Regions from separate parts of the Mus musculus genome. Here region 2 is linked to region 1. A link is a contact called in public Hi-C data. All regions are on one chromosome and are shown on one strand. The core of a region is the stretch at or near the end of the contact, and the rest is flanking DNA. Distances in the headings are between cores, read along the strand shown. Region 1 has its middle 72 kb from the start of Gm31667. Region 2 holds the start of 4930523C07Rik (RIKEN cDNA 4930523C07 gene).

Region 1 (7,769 bases), core at 1,487-3,986:
AACAAAGAAAACTAAGAAATTACCGTAGCCAATAGGAACCAGAAAAAACATTATGACTTAGAAGGAGAGGTGGCTCCGTGGTTAAAACACTGCTTTCAAGCACAGAGACCTGAGTTCAATTCCCTGGACACATGTTAAAAGCCAGGATAAACTAGATGTGGTCCCAGTGTAGAGAAGAAAGGGAGAGCAGATCCCTGGAGCTTCCTGGCCAGACAGCCTAGTCTACTTTGAGGGTTGCAGGGGAGTGAGAGACCATGCCTCAAAAAAGCAAGGTGACTTGGTTTCTAAGGAACACATGGTTATCCTCTAGCCTACACACACACACACACACACTGAGAGAGAGAGAGAGAGAGAGAGAGACAGACAGACAGACAGACAGACAGACAGACAGACAGAGAGGAACTTGCGCCTGAACATGCACTAACACAGAATTTTGTTGTTGTTGAAAGAGGTAAACATTGTTCTTAAATGTAGCATTATATCCAAGTTAGTATCTTTATGTAGAAAAGGGAGATTAGGTGAAAACTAAGAAAATATGTTAACAAATAGCAAGAATGCATCTACATTGCTTCAATAATTACAATAAACACAGTAAATTCATGTAAGATGTTAATAATAAGGGAAATTGCTGTGAGGCAGTGGGGGCTCTACTGTATTTGCAACTTTTCTCTAAACCTGAAACTTTTACAATAAAGTCTCTTAATAGAGTTTCCAAAAGAAATAAATGTTGTAAATGTTACAGATAATATAAAAAGATAGTAATCTGGATAAAGTACAAACTCTAAATATATTTTGGCTATAAAGAAACATCTAAAATATGATAGCATTGCAAGGATAAAATTAAAAAAAAAAAGAAAAATGACATATAGGTGAAACCTAACCAAAAGGAAATGGGTACAGCTATTTTAAGATTAGAAAAGCTAAAATCCTGACTGGAGATAAAGGGGTTCACGAGAGAGAGAGAGAGAGAGAGAGAGAGAGAGAGAGAGAGAGAGAGAGAGTTTAAAAGTATGCATACCTTAATAACAGGACTTCTAAATAGTCAAGAAAATGAAACTTCAAGTGGAAATAGATACAACCATAAATCACGGTTTGTCATTTAATAACCCTCCCCATAACAAGCTGATAATATAAGCACTGGAATATAGGGTATTGAACAACATGGTGGAAACTTTTGACTTCATTGATATATATCGTCTTGACCAGCATAGTGCATGCAATATTTAAAAGTATAAGGGATATTTACCAACAGTGGTTATGTTATGAGACATAAAGCAAGTCTTAGTGAAATCTTAGAGGACACTCTTATTTGTTTATCTTTTGACATAGGGTCTCACTGTGTAGACCAGGCTGGCTTTGACTCACAGAGATCCACAGGCCTCCCCCTCCAGAGTTCTGGGATTAAAGGCATGTGCCACCATGGCTGATTAACAAAATCTTAGAAGTTGAAAACTATAGTGTGACCCTTCTGAGTACTATTCAAATAAGCTAGAAATCAATAGTAAAAGTGATAACCAAAAGAGTTAGCATCTAGTTAGAATCAGAAAGTGCTCCTGAGAAATACAGGTCCTTATAGAATTTAGAAAACATTATTATAATAAAGACATTATAATAAAAATATTGCAACCCAAAATGTGTGAGAATTGTGTTACTAAACTTTTTACATAATTAAAAAGTTAATCAAACACAGCAGTATGAAGGCACCAGCACAGCTTGATGATTTTATCTCAAGAGTACAATGTTTTAATGTAGAAAATGTATTGTGTTTTTATATTATACTACATTACTAGATGTATGGAGGGAAATTATATAGTAGCCTCAATGGGAGCAAAAATTGTCATCATTTACTGTAAACTTTCAGCAAACTGTTAGTAAAAAGGAATTTGTTAAAAATAAAATGAGGAGAATCTTCAACAAGGAAGGGGGTAGAGAAAATATTACTCATAATGGTTAAACTTCAAAAACATTCTCTTTTAAATAGACACTAAGATAGGAAGATACCATAGAAAGGGCAGTGGATATAGAGAATAATGATATATATACATTGACATGACACAATCAAACCCATTTTTGCATATGCTGACCCAAAAATTAATGGAAAAGGAAATAATCTAGAAAAGATAAGAATGGTGGCTCTTAGCACTTTTCCCAACCTTATTCTAAAGCCTAAAGAGTCCAGCCAATGAAATACACCCCAAAAATATATGTAGCTCAGATAGAACCAAACCCCTAACATTGCATTATTCAAAAATATAAATACTGTAGAGAGTTTTGTAGACTCTCAGCATAAATTATCAGAATTAATAAATTTAGTAACATTGCTAGAGACCTCATATAAAAAGTTCTATTATATTTCTGTATGTCAGCAACAGTTAGAAAATAAAAAATTTACACACAAGATTATGTGAAGTACTGCTTTAATAATTTACAATGTTATGAAACACTTTGTAAAAGGGAGTAATTTACAAGGCTGTGGGACATACTGAGTCTGCCATTCAGTGGATGTATCAAGAATTCAGTACCTTGAGAAGTCTTCACATGGACCAGACCTTAGGGTTGCCTTTTTGCCATGAACCCTTGGATGAGGCCCCTTCCTCTGGAAAAAGCTTCAAGTGTGTTTATTACTTGCAATAGTAGATCAGGGGATTTCCCAAGGCTGTTGTTCCTTGACTGTAAAGTCTAGCCACTCCGTGTATGTATCATCCACCAGGCAGACTTGGGTTGAGGAAAGCCAAAATGCAGGCTGCTTGCTCTGCATGGGTAATAGCACTTTCATCTCTGCAGGAGCTTCCTGTCTCCTGCCAGCATCATAGAGCAGAAATAGCACAACTTCTTAGCTTGTAAGTAGTGTAAAATCAAATCTCACCCCCAAAAAGTACCCAGCAGTTAATCTAATAAAAGATGGGTAAAATCTCTTAGAGGAAAAACTACAACCCTTCACTGGGAGACATTAGAGAAGTCAGGCAAGCTGAGGGATTCTCAGTGACTGGAGCACTCAACATAGTGAGGAGGCTTCTGACTCTGAGTTGATATACAGATTCAATATTACAGATATTTCATAGATTAGATAATTAATTTGGATATGTACAGTCATGAGCAGTCACACTTATATGACGAAAAAAAAAAAAGTCTTGTCATGTAGGTATCACAGATTATCTTAAAACCACAATAGTACCAATGGTGTGGTACTGAGGACAAGGTTGGCAGAAAGGCAATATGAGAAAGGTGACGTTGAAGAACTATTGTGGTAGATTTTCAAATAAATCATAACGAGATAATATCCTGTGAATATGAAAAGAAGTGAGGGGGAAAAAAGCAGAGTCAGAATAAAGTTGGGCTTCTTATACTGTGTTGTAGTAAATAGAATTGTATGGTTAAATCAGGCCAATAGAGGAGACATCATGTAAGTATTCTCAAAACAAAACAAAACAAAACAAAACAAAACAAAACAAAAAAACCACACACATAAAACCACCCAGGTAGATAAAAAACCCAAAATGTGACAGCAAAGTCACAAATCTGTTGAAAGTAGGAGAATAGATTCACGTTTCAGGTTTAAAACAGACCATCAAACAATTACTGTGTGAGTACCCTGGAACCAGAAAATAATTTTTATTAAAGACACCATAAAGGAAGAAAGGCAAACCCAAGCCACAACGAGATCTCTGCAATGCACACGACTGACAAGCGCTTCCTGTGCAGATGTCCAAAAATAACTCCCGTCAACAAGAAAGCGACAAGGAGCCCAGTAGAAATGCCTTAATGAGTTACCCAGATCTTCCAAATTTGACATATTTTATTATACAATATCAGGAAGGCACATTCTCAACATCACAGTGATCTCATCAGACAAGTTCTTAAGTATTAGGGAGCTGTCAAGCCTACTGTGGCAGATATACGATTTTCAACATTCTAATTTTCTCGGGGAGCTCAGATTGGATCACTGGTGAAAAAAAAATCAAATACTGTTGATTATTCTCCTTGAAGTGACAGGCTCAGTTGGTTCGTTTTTTTTGAAGAAGTGTCTGCCAAATACCCAATCTAAAACACCATAGTTTGCCTGTCATTTGTGCCTCCAAGTGAAAATGGTGTTTATTTCAGAAAACACAGCTAGCACAGCTGGCGACTCAGACAATCGCACAGGTTACTTTTTATGCCCCCTGTGAGAATTGTTCTGCTTGGGCAGGCTGTAGATGTGTGTCCACATTATTCTTGCTTGCTCATATCATGGGTAAGAGATGCCTTCTGGGTTACAATTTTACTTCTTTATTAAGGTTACTCTTTTTTAAATTTTCTTTTCCTGTCCAAGACAGTTTCTCTCTATTATATAGCTCTGATTGTCTTGGAACTCACTATGTAGATGAGGCTGTCCTGGAACTTGCAGAGATCTGATTGCCTCTGCCTCCTGAGTGAGTGCTGGGGTTAAAGGGATATCCCACTATGCCAGGCTCAGGGTCATTCTTAAATAAAACCAACATTTGGATGTTTTCTCTTCAAGTAAAGAATATAATCATTTTAAGTCTGTTGTCATTGCCTTGGTCCGTGCTAAGAGCCCTGATGTTGGGCCCACTATTAGTACAAATGTCAAAACAGTGAAGTCACACCATAAGTTACTTGAGCATAGTTTATGGGCTTCCTGAAGATGTGGCTTTGTAGCGCTTGACAATGGCTCCCCTAGGTGGGTGATTTCTCCAGCATCTACAACATGGTGGCAAGAATGGTACTTGAAATCCAGGTGTTTTTGGCTCAGTTTTCAGCAGTGGAATGACACAGAACCATTCTGGCTGATCTGGTAATATGGGTACTTTTTAACCTTTTTTTTTTTTTTTTTTTTTTTTTGAGACTTGTCAGGTTTAAAACTTGCTTTGTAGAGCAGGTTGACCTGGAACTCACAGATATAGAGCCACTCAACACTGCCTCTTAAGTGCTGGGATTAAAGGCTCACACCCCAATGCCAGGGTAACATGAGCACTCTCTTAACATATCCTACTTGGAAATATGTCGGCAGGTCCTTAGAAATGAATGTAGTAAGGCCAAAAATGTGGGGTGGGGGGAGAAAGGCCATGTTTCAACTTTTTCTTAAGCACCACCCTCTTACCTCTTAAAAGACTGGCCAAGATGTCATTAACCTATTCGTTACACCATATAATATACTTATTTTATAGGTTAAAATGTTTTTAGTGTTTTAAACTAAGGTTGACCTGAGGATGTCTCAGAACTTAGAGTCCTTAGAACATGAATTAATTGAATGCTTTATTCGGAAGGGTTCCTCAGGAAGATGGTTCAGCCTCAGCCGATCTGTGCAGTGGAGATGTAGTCTACCACTGGTGAGCGACTGGCCACGTTAAAATACAGCAGTGTCTGAATGCTACCTAGTCAAGCTGTTTCTGATGCTAATTTCTGGTTTTATCCACAAATACTGCTGCCCCTGTTTGCAGCAAAGTTCTCGGAACTTCATTTGGCTCTGAAGGCTGCCTAACTTGCCTTTATTCAAATTCTGTTCAATTTAATGTATGTGAACTTCTTCTCTTGAAAATTCCAAATAACAGAAACTGGCTTTAACAAGGAAACAACAGCAACCAAAAGGTGGGGACGTATTCAAACTCCAGGTCAGAGCTGACCCAGCCTCTTTGCAATGTAATCAGAGCCCAGCTTTTCCTGCTGTCTTGGTTTAACCTCATATAGTATCGGCTTCCTGCTGAGCCTGTTTTGTTTTCGTTTTTCATTAAAAGAAATGTATGCCATTGGCTCTAAAGGCTTCACCCACACACCACAAAATTCATAGGTAGTTAGAATATCATTTCTCAAGGCCAACCAAAAACATTTAGTGTAATATTTTTGGACCTATTTGGGACATGTGGTCACCACTGGACTGGTAATTGTGCTGATTGGTTTAGGCCTGGACAACTGTGTCCCTAGGTCATATTTGTAAAGGAGGTATGGTCTTTCCTCACTTTCCTCAAAGGGATTCCTTGGTTTTAACTGGGGCGGGAGGATTGCAACTGGCATCTAGTTGGTAGAGCCAGAGGTCATACGAAACATCCCACAGTGCACAGAACCTCCTGTCCTGTTGCTTATAATGCCATGTAGAAACCACTGTATGATCACAGAGAATTGTCTCGTTCAGAATGTCAGTAGTGCCAAGAATGGGAAATGCAATCCCAGAGGAAGATGTCAAATTCAGGGTGAAACTGGAGCAAAGGGAAAGAAAATGGACATGGGGAAACAAGCATCAAGTCTTCACACACACATTTCCCAGGCTCTAGGCCACTAGAGAGTCTTTCCTTTGGAAACTCAAGGATCATTTGTCTAGTCTCAAACCCCACTTGGGAAAGCAGAACTCATTTTTTCCTTTTCATTAGAAATATGAATGGGATTGAAGTGTTGTTGATTGAATAAGTATGGTAATATCTGAAGTAGGAGTTTATATAAACTTACCTTAGGTAGACCTAAGAATTATGATTTCTCCAAATTATTATGTTGTCTGTGGTTTCATTGCCTCCCACGTCACCAGCTAGATATGAAAGAAGCTGACTCCATGCTCACATCAAACTCTCTTATAATACTAGATTCTGTGAGATGGAGCTCCCAAAAGATTTGCAGAGATCTGCATGGTACTTTTCTCTACAAGCAAGAGAAAGCCCAGACTGTTGGAAATATCCTCTCAATCCATCCTGCTCCCTAGACATGGTATTTTTCATTTTGACTTGAATTCGTAGGGGGGAAAGGAGGCAAGGAACTTAAAATGCCTTTACCATTTTTGTTTTGGCTTCTTTTTGAGTCATCTTGAATGTATATCCCTGCCTCTTCCCATAGCTATTCCACAACAAGTTTTACCCATTCTATTTAAATCCCTGCATCAGGGTCTTATACGTAGTCCTAGCTGGCCTGGAACTTACTATGTAGACCAGGCTAGCCTTGAACTCATTCAGATATGCCTGCCTCTGCTCCTGTGCTGAGATTAATGACCTCAAGCTGATCGTATAGTCCTGAGTCCTCGCTTTGGCTCTCTTAGCACCATCTGGCACAGCTGATCTTTCTTTGCCTTGGTTCTTCCTGGTTTTTAGGCCTTCTGGATTTCTTCTCACTTCCCTACCCTTTCCTTTTCATGTTCTTTTTTCCTTGGCCTCTTGAAGTTGGAGTTCTCCACTACTAATTCTAATCCCCAGGCTTGCCAGGAAGAAAACAGCCCAAGATGCAATACCAGAAATAATAAGCCAATACAAAGAATATATTACGGAAGTTAGCTCTTTTGATGTTACTTCAACTGATGGCCAGGGGAGTGTGGGAGCCGAGGGACTCAGTTCTATTGAAGATGTAGATAACACAAATTGGACTTGTTTTGTTCTTTTCTCTTTTTTTTTTCATGCTGTGGGGGATGGTCATAAGGGTGGCTGCAGACATGACAGCACTGGGAAGTGAGGGTGACAGGGTATATGATGAGAAATTCCCAAAGAATCAATAAAAATATTATGTCAGAAAAAAGAGTGAATTAAAAATTTTTCTGAGAAACAAAGAGTGAGTTAAAAACTTTGCTGAGAAACAAAAAAAGAAACAACAACAACAACAACAAAAACTAAAAAGAAAGAGATAATAATTAACATAGACACCCACAGTCAGTAATCAAAAAAATGAAAAAAAAGTAAAAGAAGCCAGAAGTGGTGGTGCTAATCCCAGTGCTTGGGAGGCAAAGGAAGGCAGGTGGATCTCTGAGTTCAAGGCCAACCTGGTTTATGTAGTGAGTTTCAGGTCACCAAGGCTAAGTAGAG
Region 2 (6,965 bases), core at 1,055-3,554, 91 kb before region 1:
GCTATCTCCCTAGCCCACATCCCTCAGTGTCCATGTCCCCATGTAGCTCCCCTACTTCTCTTCTTCCCTCATCTGGCCAGTAATTCTTTCTCCAAACACAAATCTGAGAGGACCATTCCACTACCTAATAATGGCTTAGTATGCCTTGAAAGACATTCCGCTCTTGGCAGGAGAGGACAAATCCCCATTCCATGCTGCTCCTGTGTTGACTTCGGGAAAGCCTTTTCTTTGCCCACAGTACCTCTTCCCTGGGAAATGCTAGTCATATTCAAGATCTTGATTGTGCACCACTTCTGAAGTGCTGTCTTCCCAGACGACCATTGCTCCATCCTTTGTATGGTTTCACTTTTTACTATTATATAATGTACATTGCTCTGAACTGTGGTTTGTTTCCTAGTGTCTATTTGCCAGTCTGGTGGCTCTTTGAAAGTACAAACTACATCATCGCCTTAGATTCCATAGCCCTGGCACATTGCCCAACACACAGTAGGTACAGTGATGCTTAGCTAATGAGTGTGCCCCTTCCACGTTAAAACTGGTGCAGAAGCCTGCTGACTGTTTATTATCTTCTTGGGTTTGATCCTGTGGCTTTCACCTCTTTTGATTCTGTAGGCAAAATGTTGACAGTGCCCGAAATGTTGTTTTGTAATGGGCCTCTTTCCTAGAACGGTGTCATGGGTATAGAAGGGGAGGCAGAATTTCAGAAGAAGGGAGGTACCAGGCCAAGGGAAGACATATCAGACTAAGTGGTTGATAGATCTGAATTTTAGCTCAAAGCTAGGAGAGACCCTTGCAAAACTATCCTACCCATAACTATAGAATGTGAAAATTTAATTAAAAAAAATTACAAAACACAAACAAACCAGACACAGCTGCGTTTAACGCAGCAGTACCTTTCAGTTGCAGGGCTCTTTAGGTGGCGTTGATAAACTTTGTAAAAGGGTTAAGAACAAGATGCACCCGTGTCCATTTAAGACTTGTTCTTGGTCCCCAACAATACTTCAGAATGAAGATTCCCTAAAATTAGCTCCAGGTTCTCTCTCTCTTTCCAATGGTGGATGTAGCATAAAGGCTTTGGCAGGCAGGAGCTTGGAGTGGCTTGGGTGCTGCATTCCTAGCCTTCCTCATTGAGCAGACTGGGCAGAGCAGGCCTGCGGATTCTCATGGCTGGCTGGCTGGTGTTCATTAGGGCAAGCACTAGTCTTTGCTTTGGGTTCCCTTTCAGATAGGCAGGACTGGTGTTGAAAACAACAGCTATCCGGCTATCATTTACTTAACTACTGTTACACAAATCATTCCTACATAGCCCTTCAAAACAGGACCTGCTGTGTTTTCCAATCCACCTTTCTGGGTGGGAAGAAGATCAAGGACCATTTAGAGAGTTGGGAAAGTTCAGGAAAAAAAATGTGTCACACAAACTCTCTAGAGACTCAGAATGGCATACAGATCTCACTCCACCCCTTGGCTCCAGGCCACATTTTCAGTCTGGTAAGTCTTTTAGCCCCATTGAAATTATAGTTTCTTTTAGAATGAGTTTGTTTGTTTGTTTGGTTTTGTTTTGTTTTTAAATCCCAGAGGGTATGATTTTAGGAGCATCTCAAATACTGACTTTGCCCGTTTAGACAATGTCCATCTGGTCCTTTTCAAATGGCTCCTACCTGCAGCTGGTGTCAACTGGAGCTGAGAACTCCACCCCAAACTCCAGAGGAGCCCATGTGTCAGGCCAGGAGCAGAGAGAAGGTGAGAGACCTCTAGGAGGAAAGAATGAAAGCAACTGTGCAAACGGCTTCTTAGAAATAACCCCTTTATCTCACTTCTCTCAGGGGCGGATTCACTCTTCTATGGGAAAGTCCCCTTCCACAGCGGGGCAGCTCCCAAACTTATTTTGAAAACAACAGCACAAAGCGATACAGAAAGTTTTGAAACTCACCTTTGGGTCCGTTGGAAGGCTTCCCGCCGGCGGGACCGCTGGCTCTGTTCCGGTGCTCTGAAGTGACTTGGGCACAAGGGTGAGGTCTGGGTCCCTGCTCCTGCCTCTCCCTCCCACTGCCAGGTCCCGGGAGAGAGGCGGCGCTGCCGGTCAGTGGGTGCCACCAGTGTGATGTGGAGGAAAGCGCCCCCTGCGTCCCTGGCTGAGGTTTCACCGCACCCAGCTCTGCTACTGAGGTCAGGAACGCAACTTCCTGAATCTGACTGGCTGGCTCTGTCTCTCCTCAGCCCAACTCCTACCTTAAACTAGGAGGCACACGCCACAGCACACGCAGCGCGGGTGTCCTTCCTCCGGGTCTCCCGGCCAGTGTCCCCACTCCGCCCCACTGTGACGTTCTTTTGCCCCTCCGCCCCGAGCACGCCTCCTTCAGGACGCCAGAGCCAACTTTGCTCACAGACGCGCCAGTGTTCCCAGAGACGTGGGGTGTAAACTCCCAACCCTGGCCTAAGGAAAAAATAACAGCCCCGTGCTGTGGAATAAAGTCACCTTCCAGGAAAAGGGCTGGGGTGTCTAAAGGGAGAGCAATCCCCGGTGCCTCGTGACAAGGTATCTTTGTGTGTGCGCTCCATGGGAGTTACCTGGAGATGTTAGGAGCGCAGGAGGCAGGGACAACTAACTTCAAAAGTTCTCCCTTTTCATTTTATTTACTCCTTGTGAGCTTATATTCAGATCTCTTGTTTGTCTAACTCCGCCCCCAAATGTAAAGGTGGGGTGGTAGAGAGCTTGCTCAGTGCCTCCAAGGCTTCTGCAGGGAAGTTGGGAAGGTGTGATAGGCAGAAGCGGCTGTGGAGTATCTAGGGGCTTCCCCGGAATGACCTTGAGAGATCTTGCCATGATAAAGACCGGAGGTTCTACTCATTGGATTGTAGGTGTCAGGAGGGTGCGCAGCTGGTGCTTGCTTTCCAGTGGCTGGGCCTGAGCCATAGGGTCCTTCGGCCTTTGGGTGCCTGAATTAAAATGATTGGTGAAGCTAACTGTCACAACCGGGAAACAAGAGAGTTCCGGTTTACTCAAGAGAAGCCAGCTGGCTCTGGGTTGAAAGGCCAAAGAGAAAACCCAGCATTCATCCAGAAATGCCAAGGATAGTTGGTCCTGTAGTCTTCTTCCAAAGGCAGATTAAGTAGAGGTTTTCCCCCAGAAATCCCACAGAGAGAACTCGATCTAGATCTGTTGTTGTTCCTTTGAAACCGAGTCTCACTATATAGCCCCGGCAGGCCTGGAACTCACAATGTAGAAACAGGTTGGCCTCACAGAAATTTGCTGGGTTTAAGGACGTGTTTCACTATGCCCTACATAGATCTAGATTTGAATGATAATAAGAAGAGTGGTCCAAGTGATCTGTTGTGGGGGTGGGGTTGGGGGTGGGAGTAGTACGGTTAAGTGGGTAGGGCAGGGGGACGATCAGGCTCTGAAAGAAGACAGTTTTAGCAAGAGACAGCTATAGATGGATTCCACCAACAATTTAGTGGTGGATGGAAGGCTTCCATTGTGTGTCAAATCTGAAGCAGGGGTCTAGGGTCTAATGGACCAGGGAGCTGGAGGAAGACAGGCTTGGGGAATGACAGGAAACCTTAAGTGCAAACCCGGTGCGGTGATTGGAGACCGAGTCTCCCCCAGGACCTACACCGGACCTGTGTGAGATGTAATTTGCCCCCTTCCCCTGAGGATGGGGAGTAACTTTCTTCTGCAAGGTCATTGCTAATGTATAGTGGAGTTGAGATCTGAGTCTGAGTAGTTCTATCTAGTCCAGCCTATCCCTCATCACCATATCATCATCAGGAGAGAGAGTGGCTTCTATGGACAACTTCTGGGTTAACACCTGCTGAGCAGGGGGGAAGACAGTGGAAAATACTTTCCTGAACAACTTTATGGACAGGCTAGGCTGATGGTCACAATGCTTTCCAGAAACAACAACAACACAGAGAAATGAAGAACCTAAGGCAGTCACCATGAGCTCAGCACTTCAAAAACCAGATGCTTATCTGTAGGGCGGCATCCCAATGTTGTCTTAGTCCACAGGAAGACAGATCCAGAAAAAGTCTAGAACCTATCAAGTAGCAGCGACGTTGTGGCAGTCAAATCAGGGACTTACTAGATGACAAGATGCTTGGTAGGCTGTTATTGAGTTGCCAAGGCTACAGGGTCTATTGATGTTTTAACGTAATGAGTGAGCATCTGGCCAGCAGGTTTTCCTTTGGGGTGAATGACGCATCCCTTATGAGAAAACAAGTTAGAGCACCCACCTACTGTGTCTCCCCTTTGGCGGTGAAGTCTCAACTTATATGAACTCATGAATGGCCCCAGGCAACCACGGTGCTGGTGCAGTCTTTAAAAGCTTTCTTGTTTGAGGTAAGGATCTTTGAAGGTAGTCAAGAGGTGAGTGGACTCTAAGTGGAGTGAAATGGAGCGTTGACACATCTAATTAAGAAACAGAAAGCCCCCAAATAGCAGATTTGTGAACCAGGACTGAAAATTTAAAACCTTTTTGTGGGTGACCACCCCTCACTGGCTTTAGCACCTGAAGAGCTCTGGTTCCATATTAAGAGTGTTAAGGACAAAACCTGTGGGTTCCCTCTCTGCTGGTGTGGGAACTGACAGGGTATTAAACATCACGTTTTAGCCTGTGTTGAAGGTGAAGACTAACTGCACTCATTCTCTCTTTGTGCTGTCCTATTTCTGACAGGTCAATGGCAGTGTTGGCCAGGACGGATTCATCTGTGCAAGCCATCTGTGGGAGACAGTTTCCCATTAGGTCATACACCCTGAGTGCAGAAATCAGAATAGTGTTGTGCGGCAACAACAAAAGGGGGTGGCTTTTTCAGTGTGGGAAATATTTAACAGAGAATATTACGTTATTATCACCTAAAACAGGTGCATTCTTGCCTGCAATGCTCTACGAGGCTCGGGCATGTCCAGCCACTTACCACTGCGACACAATAATGCCGTCTACAACATTTGCACAGAGACTGAAATAAAAACACCTACACCTCTCAGTGTTTTAAGGCAGTTTATGATTTTGTGCTAGTCTGCATGTAGAGCTACCCTTGGCTACATATGGGAGCAGTTCCTGAGTTGGAGAGGCTTGGGAGAAACGAAAGCAGGGGTACCGGAAGAAGGCAGAAGGGCTGCTGGCCAGACAAAGGCTGTTAGGGGAAATGGCGAAACCCTAAGATGAGCACAGACTTGTTCTTCAGATCCTGAAATGCAGCAGCCTCTGAGAAAGGCAAGTTCAGGACAAGTTGGTGGGAATACTCCTTCACACAGTGGATAATGAATTTGTGGAATGGATTATCTCCCAGAGGTGGCTAAAGCTGGCAACGTAAGTGGATTTCGGAAAGCTTTGGACAGAGGTGTGAATGACAGAACTATAAAAGAGAGATGAGGAAAGCTGAGTAGACCTAGTGCTTGGGAGTTCAAGGTGGACCCACAGTATGGACCTCTAGTCTTTGTAGCCAAGCAATCCTAGCCTCCCAAGAGCTAGGATTTAAGCCAATGGGTGGTCCCAACACTCCCACCCCGTCTTACTGTCTCTGTAGCCTCTGTTTCCTATAGGCAACAAGACTGTTCTTTTTTTTTTTTACCTAAGTCTTATTCATTTAAAGCATGTTGTTCTTTCATTTTGCCTATCAGCTTCTGAAAAGATTTTGAATATGCCTCCAGACTCTTCATTATATGGATTTCTGGCAATCATACTTCTATCAGACTTTCCTTCTAAATTTTCAAATTTGGACACAAATGACTCGAATTTTGAAAGCTCCTCTGAAGAAAAACACTAAGGATAGACTTTTCTCAGGAATAGTTCCTGGTGTGACATACAATGTGTCCTCAGTGCTACATGGAGGATTCTGGGCAAAAATCTTGTTTTATTGCCACTGTGCCAAATCGTGACATTGGCGCTGGAGGGGGAGTTAAGGAAACTCTTGGTCCTCTCATCTAATTAACCCATTGCCCCCCCCCAGTGTTTCCCCCACAGTCCACCACCCCTGTGTTCCATGTACCTTCTTTAGTGTTTCTATATGTTATAGGAAACAGCTCTCGGCCCCACCTCCTGGAGAATAAGGGTGACTCCGAGGGGGTGGTTTTTGTATTTCAGGGAACTAAGGGGCTCAGTTTTCATTCCCAGTGTCTGGTTCATAGTAGCCCAGTGCTGTTTTCAAAGTAGTTCTACAGCAAGATGGCCAGCCTTTGTGAGTGGGCTGCCCGGCTGCCTGGAGCCCTTTGCAGAATTGAGCGTTGGCTTTGTTAATGTAAACAGCAGGTTTCTGGATTCCATTCTCATGTTGGGCATACCAGAGCAGGAGAGCCCACAGAGCTCTCATGTTGTCCCTTTTCCCGGTTTCCTTTGTCACCTGCTCTTCTTGTGGATGACTTTAATTATTGATTTATTGAGTGAGTCCACTGTATGCGGTCCCAACGCCTACACAGAGCAGGTAAAACATTTCTTGTCACTTTAGTGGAGAGATCCCTGGGAAACCCCAGCTTACTCTGCCCAGCTCATTCATTGTGGCATGAGGTTTCCTGAGACAAAAGCTGTTCAAGCCTCTTGCCCTGAGGGCCCATGAAATAGCCGAGGCTTTGAAATTTGCTTCCTTGACTACTGTAGTGACTCAGAACATCAATGTTGCCACAAACAAACTTCCTGTCCCCAGGCTGGCTCTTTCATAACAGGTAAAAGGAAGGGCTTGGAAGGAAAAAAAGAAAGAAAAAAAGAAAGAAAGAAAGAGAGAGAGAGAGGGAGAGAGAGAGAGAGAGAGGAAGGAAGGAAGGAAGGAAGGAAGGAAGGAAGGAAGAAAGGAAGAAGAAAGAGAAATGAGGAGAGAGCCCTCATTTACCAGGTTGTAGGAGTGAGTTTTAACTGCCGGTGATGTGTTGCTTTCTTTGTGCCAAGGTCTGTACTATGCGTCAGTAGAAAACTGTTTATAATGAAAGGTTACACTCTGTAATTTAGATTTAAGGGCAATGAGGCTGGAATACT

The links. Hi-C and Micro-C count contacts between places; a contact is called where the count stands out from the background.
Region 2: a contact with region 1 is called in a Hi-C map of B cells, with 56 read pairs. The contact joins the promoter of 4930523C07Rik here to the enhancer-like site in region 1. A contact is called at or near these places in 3 of 39 promoter capture datasets (the C10 cell line, pre-B cells and stem cell-derived epiblast-like cells), 1 of 15 datasets of contacts at CTCF or cohesin (large pre-B cells), 6 of 484 Hi-C or Micro-C datasets (B cells, conventional dendritic cells, germinal center B cells and 1 more), 7 of 115 datasets of contacts at active chromatin or transcription factors (CD4 single positive thymocytes, CD8 T cells, bone marrow-derived dendritic cells and 4 more) and 3 of 9 other capture datasets (adipose tissue, liver and pancreatic islet).

The regions. Positions count from the first base shown.
Region 1 is chr1:159,948,693-159,956,461 of GRCm38.p6, reverse strand. No RefSeq gene overlaps it. Among named protein-coding and RNA genes, the nearest start is that of Gm31667, 72 kb to the left of the region's middle. Within about 2 kb of position 2,736, at least 24 of the 459 cell types and tissues checked have an H3K27ac peak or open chromatin away from gene starts, as enhancers often do. A contact at or near this core is called in B cells, CD4 single positive thymocytes, germinal center B cells and 2 more, where this site is marked.
Region 2 is chr1:160,039,719-160,046,683 of GRCm38.p6, reverse strand. It overlaps 4930523C07Rik (RIKEN cDNA 4930523C07 gene), which reads right to left and starts at 2,304. Exons shown (of 3, transcript NM_001162896.1): 1 at 1,931-2,304. Gm37294 (predicted gene, 37294) reads left to right here and starts at 2,367. Exons shown (of 2, transcript NR_168324.1): 1 at 2,367-2,536; 2 at 4,674-4,983.